2 separate regions of the Rattus norvegicus genome follow, and region 2 is linked to region 1. Evidence: chromatin contacts called from public Hi-C data. All regions are on one chromosome and are shown on one strand. Each heading gives the region's core, a stretch centred on a gene start, on an enhancer-like site or on the middle of the called end of the contact. The rest is flanking DNA. Distances are from core to core; before and after follow the strand shown. Region 1 overlaps Nfib (nuclear factor I/B). Region 2 has its middle 5.6 kb from the start of Trnah-gug10.

Region 1 (3,302 bases), core at 371-2,870:
AATAAAAAAAATAGAAAGAAAGAAAACTTGACTAAAACTACTGGAAAAGAGCACATTTAACCTCCCAGGTTGCTCAGCTGATAGTTTATACCATGAAGCTTGGTCCCCAGTAAGAAGACTGGTGTACCTACAGGGAAGGCAACACGGGGATAGCATAAAGTGAGAGCCAGAGAGACACTGGCAATGACAGTAGAGAAAGCGTTGTCCTTACAGTAGTCAGTGCCCGAGGGTAAACTGGACATTAAATCACATCCGAGAGTAACCTCCCTCCTCAGTTCTCCCTGCTTTGCTTCAATCTCTGACACCTAGAGTTAACAAATAACCCAACGCCAGCAAAACCCTGGTACCTTTCAATGGTTAAACAGCCCCTGAAATACACAGAGGGAAATGAGGGAAGTCAGAATAAGCTGAAGGCAGCGTTTTTGTTTTTGTTTTTTTCCCAGGACACTTCAGTAGATTGTTATAAGCTTGAAAAGTGTTAGCTTAGTGAAGAAACTATCCAGGGGTCTGTGTTAGTGCCGACATTATTTAGGTACTGTTTGGTTTTCGATGTTTTGGTAAACTGACTCATGAACTCCATGGGCGAGTCACCGTCCCTGCTGCAGTCTGTCTACCTGCTCCCAGGAGAGTGGTGCCAGTCACCTGTAAGAGCTTCTGTTGGAAAGAAAGTATGTCTTAGAAAAACTTCCTACAAAAAAAAAAACAAAAACAAAAACAAAAAAAAAAAACAAGAGTGAACACGCCACGCTCGCTGAATTACAACATGTAAAAACGTGCAACCCTGGGAACGGGACTTCATTTGAAGCACATAGAGAAAAGTATAAAAGTTACTACGAAGAAATCATCTTTTTTCTAGTAAAAAGCTGATTAATCCACTGGGAATTCTGCACGATCCAAAAGGATCTGCTTCTCTGGACTTATAGTAACTGGTTACAAATGCTTCTTTGCTGAGATATAATACTTACCACAGGATTTGGGGGAGAGCATATGAATGGGTTCATAAAATCATGAATAAATATTAAATGCCCAGTTTTCCAAAGTTTTCTTGTAGGTGATATCTATTCCCTAGGTATGCCTGGGGTGTAGCACCTGACGTTTAATATGATTAAAGATTATAGCATTTTTTGGTTTAAAAGCAACAAATGAGAAACTTCAAGGAAAACCAGTCTACTGGCATTCCTTTGAAATATGCATATAAAGGGCCCTACAGTGTTTTTCCTTGCCGTTGGGTGTACGTTGTGCAAGAGAGGAATTCCTGGTACAGCAACTGCATGAGGAATTAGAACATTGCCTCCAAAGTTTTATCTAATTGCATACCAACACATAACGAAAGACATGATGTATGTACAGTAGCTAAAGAGTTAATCATTAGCAACTCCGCTAAAAAATCCTAATGGCAGACTGCCCATCATTCTTTTAGACAGAGCTTGTCAGAAAAACTGGGGCAGCTTGTCCAGCTCAGCAGTCAACTGATTACTAGTGAACTCAATGGGGCTCCCAGCCAACCCCTGAGATTGCTGCCAGCCCCTTGGGTATTCAAAGGCTAAGTTCCAATGTGGTTTACTTTGCCAGGATCACGTGATGTCAGTGCTATTTTTCTCCTGACCAGAATAACCAGTCAGTCAAGCTGCTGGGAGTACTGTCAGTGAGCTGCACAGCACTTCACTAGCAGAGGTCACAGACACACTAGGCTACCACTCTTTTCACGATCCAAGGGTCCAGGGACTCCAGGGGGAGCTCAGCTAATCCCCATGTGTCTGTTCCAGAGACTCAAGTCCAGCATACAAAGTCTGCCCAGGAGACAAGGGACTACTCTAACTCACTGGACCAGGTATAGCTAGAGAGCACAACACACAGGGCCAACCTTTTGTGAATGCCCAGCTGGGTAGGAAAAACAAACAGAAGCAGGCCTGGACTTTTGTTTCTGTTGCATTACTAGAGAATTAATGGGAAGCCACATGAATTCTGTAGGATTTAGTCACCCTCATCAACGTACGCCCACATTCTTTGCATGGTGGTAAGATAGCAGTTCACTTTTCCATTTATCAGTATGTTTTTTCAGTTGCGACATGATTTACAAGGGTGAATACACTCTGTTTTGAAAACTGTGGTTTTTAAAACTAGTAAGCCTTATCTCTTAGTGAGAGAAACTATTTCACTCCCTAACACACAATACAGAGAATTAAAAAATACGACCTACTTTGTAATCTTTCTCCTGGGAGAAACATAAAACATTAGAGAGTGCAAGAGGCTGGCACGGCTGGGGCTCGCCATGATCCACATCCTGACCACATGGCTCAGTGATCTAAAAGACCTCAACGCTGCTCTCAATCATTTCCAATCTTCTCTTCTAATTTTTAGTCATTTTTTTTATTATTATTATGTGTGGTGTGGAGAGGTGCACATGGAGGTCAGGAGACAACATGGGAATCACTTCTCTCCTTCTACCACAAAGGCCCTTCCTTTTTTTGCCTGCTTGCTAAAGGGGATTGCACTCAGGAGTGACTGTGGCCTGCATTCAATTCAGGTAGACTGGTATAAGAAGTCAACCTGTCAGAAATTTGCAAAGTAAGAAAAAGACCTGAGGACGGAGGGAGGGCCGAGAGGGGGAGGGGTTCTGGAAGGAGCAGAGAACCAAACCAGAGCACAAAGTAGGCAGGAAAGAAAGGTGAGTTTCCAGAAAAGCACACCGAGAGAAAGCTGTAATTTTTTTTCTTTTATCAATGCTTCTTAATTTTCATTCATTACACTTATGAAAAAGTTTAAACAGATTCACAACAGCTACAAAGCCGATGTCATCACCATCACTCAGTCTAATCAGGTCCTATAGTCTGCTCTTCCTGATGGTGATAACTCATCTTGGACTATTCAGCTTATCTTTTGTCCTGGCCTTTTCTTTCCATGGTAAAGACACCGTATCTTACCTCTAGCACAACATCTGTGATGCTCTACCAAACGTCTGAAAGAAAGAAGCTTGCGCGGTGCCAGTCCTTTGGTGCAAAGGGACTAAGCCACTGTCACCAATTAGATAATCGCTGGATAATTTGACAGTCCTCAAAGTGATTGTCTCAAGAAATGCTGGGAATGTGCACGGGGGAAATGTTGAGGCTCATTTCTGCACAGGGTAAGAAGCTCAACTACAGAGAATGGGAAATGTTGATCCCTTGATGGTGAGGGATCACACACAAGCAAAGTCAAGAGATGATCCAAGAACTGGCCGGAGAGTGGGAACTGCCTTCAGTATCCTCACAGAATTCATGAAGGAATACAGATTTCTCCCAGCAGCATGGGAGGCCCTCTAC
Region 2 (3,302 bases), core at 599-3,098, 170 kb after region 1:
GCTGCCCCGTGTGCGCCTCTGCCATGTCCTAGGCACTCAAAAGTATCCCCAGACATTAAGACAGCCCCTGAAGATGCAAATTGTTCCTGCTGCACAATGATGCCAAGAGTCCTTCAGGTCACACTGCATGAGAGCCAAGCTGAGACTGCAAGAGGGGACCAAGTCTCTTTCCTTCCTGTGCTCGTCACCCAAGAGCCAGAGCACGTGTTATCCAGTAGTTATCTCTGTAAAGACTGTTTCTCAGTCTTTTGGGCTCTTGGTAATAAAAGGAAGATTGCTCTAGGCTCCCAACTGGGGTTAAGTGGTTGTGCATATCTTTATCATTCTTGTGACCTGCTTTGTTTTTTTCACACTCTTTTACTGAATTGTGCCATATGAATTTTGTTTCTTTCGTTAGGGCAAAGATGTTACCTATTTCATCCAGTCGTCTAGCCTCTTTACTTGCCATTGTGCCTAGCATATTGTAATGGTGATAATTATAATAATTATAAGCCGTCGAGAAGGTCAACAGCTATGGGTGCTTGCTGAGCAAGCCTGACAACTTGGTTTGACCCCTGGAACCCACATAAAGGTGGAAAGAGAGAACTGACTCCACAAAATGCTTGTCTGACTTCCATAGCCACGCCATGGTGTGAGTGCCCAGGAATACACCATTCACACACACAATAATTTCAAAACCTAAAATCCAAGTTCTAGTAATGAGGGTAATAACAACCAAGGTGAGAATTTGCCTCCACACTGTCCTCTGTGCTGTTGTTCTATTAGCTCGGGCTGTCTACCCGTCCCCTCTGTAGGGTGTATTTGTCAGTTACATGGTGTACGTGGACAAAGAGACACAAGAAGAGACCAAATTATCTGCCTGTGATGGGTGCCCAGCTTGTAGTTTAAATAGAGGTGTCTGCCTGGGAGCTCAAATGTTTAGCAACTAGACAGCACCATGCTCCTTACTTTAGATAGCGTGGTAACTTTGGTGTTACCATCACTCTAGGAACTGGATTCATTGGAAGCAGACACTGCAGACTAGACAGAGGAGACTACGTTTCTCTAGTGCCCTGAGGGTGCTCCTAGCACAGCAAATAACGCACAAGTGTGCGAACTTGGTATTCGAGAAAGAGAAAGGTAAGGCTGTGCACCCAGGTGGAAAAAACCGAGGAGAGCACGGGACACGTGTAGCAGCTGACAGAAGTGCAGGATTCCAAAGAAACAGAAGCACTGTGTCTCAAGGAAATCTGGGGGTAGATTCTTTAGTGCAGTCTTGTCTCTGAGTAAGACTGGGCTATGGAAAGATCCAGACTTGACTCTGGTTTGGCAGGCAGTTAGTGAGGCTATGGTTGTTACGGCCTCTGCCTGTCTTTGGAATTCCTGGGGAAAGAAGAAAGCATAAATGGCTAGACCCAAGCTTGAAGGCAGCTGCAGCCAAAAATTCTGGTCAAAATTCCTCCTGGTTTGGATTTGGGGATCCGTGTGTTCACGAAATGACAAAGAGGAAAAGAGGAGGCAAGGGATGCAGCGACATAGAAATGGGAACAGGAGAATGTGAGAGGGGCTCCCAGCTGTCTGATTTGTGTGGTGTGATCCCTGACATGGCTCCGGCTCGGCGGGATTTATGTGGCTTCATTAATCACACTTTCTTTTGAAATGGTATTTTCTGCCTTGGAGCCTTTGAACATTGACATCCAAACACAATATATTCCTTTAAAATCACCTCTGGATAAAGACAACCTGTGGAGGTAATTTCCCCAGCTCCTAGGTGGGGTCTGTTTGGTTCTTAGATCTTGATGTAATGTGTGAAATTGGCCCCTCCCTGCCCAGACAGAAAGGAGTTCCTTGTCTCTGATCCACAACAAGCAGTGCCATCTAGTGGCAGTCTGCTTTTATCCTGGATAATGAGAAAAGGGCCTTCCAGCTCAGCAAGCGTTCCCAGGACTTGGAAAAAGCACCTACTTTTGCCATGCGGTTACACGACAGAGACAAGAGTGTCATAGAACTGCCACCAATCAAAGTCACTGAGTCCAGGGTAAGCCTTTTGTCGATGGGTTGTCAGCTTTTGAGGTCTGGGAAGTCCACACAAACCACACAGAACAGAGTTTCTTGGGAGGGGGAGGAGGGCAAGAGGGAGCATTCTTCCCAACTACATTTCGTCTTGTCTAACTTTAAAACTGCTCCTTGTTTGCTGATGAGCAAACCATAAAGAGGTCGTGTCTGAAGCCAAGCAGTGGAAGTAGCAGAGATGGGGCTAACCCAGGTCTCTCTACGCGTGCTTTCTGAATCTGCTTCTGTTGGAATTTCCCTTCCTGGAGGCCAACACCCCCAAATCTCCCACAGACTGTCAGCAACTGAATTATCAGTCCCACCTTAGAAGAACTGGGGGCCCTGTTAGGGTTTTTAGACTATGGTTCCCGTGGCTGAGATGCTGAGGGAGAAGTGGCCCAGGCTTTACTTCTCATTGCCCTTATCCTTGAGATTGAAGCACAACAGTTTGCTAGCCTTTTGCAAAGCCAACTGCTTCTCCTGGGGCGCCACACCTTAGGGCATCCTCGGGGCACCTGAGAAACAACCTTCTTGCTTCAGCACTGCTCCTTAAAAGTGAACTCTAGCTCGTCAGATCCTGTCTTAACAAATCATTTCCTATGGATCGGTGAGCTTTCATTGTGGAAAAATAAGTTTAAAATATAGTCTTCGTAACTGGAGAATAGAGAGTGGCTGAAAACAAGAAACTACATTTTTTTTAAAAGAAAAGTAGCTGATTTACTCGGGGTTGTTCAGAGTGTGACTTGGTCAGACAAATAAATGGAGATTTTCTTTGTTTCTGAAAGTTGACTGAAGTAGAAACAAAAATGTCATCCAGGGCTATAAAGCCTCTTCAGTGCAAGGCATCAACCATGGGCCCCAATGAAATAGCTCTGCTCCATTGTACGGCAGAAAGCAAGAGAGGAAGAATGTCTGGTTACAGCTGGCGGTAATGAAGTGAGGGTATGCAGCTCTGGATCTTTAACTGGTAGGTAACCGTATCGTGTTGTTTGAACAACCTTTAACAGACCACACAGACAGGCCAATGTGAGGGACATGAAGGTCTAGGTTACAGAGCAAATGAATATATATTTGGTCACAACTACTGGCCAAAGACACAGAAAATAAGAGAGTGCAGGATATTCAGCCCTCTAGTTATCATATCTTACACGTCCCTCTCCAAGGCCCAGGAATCATTGAGGAAGAAGGGCCGGAAAGAGTGTAGGAGTCAGAGGCAGTGGATGCTACAAGGACACATCAGGACAGCCGCACATTTAGACTTGCTGAGGTTG

What was found. A called contact is a pair of places that touch in the nucleus more often than the background predicts.
Region 2: a Hi-C map of psoas muscle shows a contact between it and region 1, with 3 times the contacts expected there. The contact joins two enhancer-like sites.

Annotation. Positions count from the first base shown.
Region 1 is chr5:101,960,266-101,963,567 of GRCr8, forward strand. All of the region lies in intron 2 of Nfib (nuclear factor I/B), which reads right to left. Among named protein-coding and RNA genes, the nearest start is that of Nfib, 58 kb to the right of the region's middle. Within about 2 kb of position 1,621, at least 35 of the 93 cell types and tissues checked have an H3K27ac peak or open chromatin away from gene starts, as enhancers often do.
Region 2 is chr5:102,125,948-102,129,249 of GRCr8, forward strand. No RefSeq gene overlaps it. Among named protein-coding and RNA genes, the nearest start is that of Trnah-gug10, 5.6 kb to the right of the region's middle. Within about 2 kb of position 1,849, at least 8 of the 93 cell types and tissues checked have an H3K27ac peak or open chromatin away from gene starts, as enhancers often do.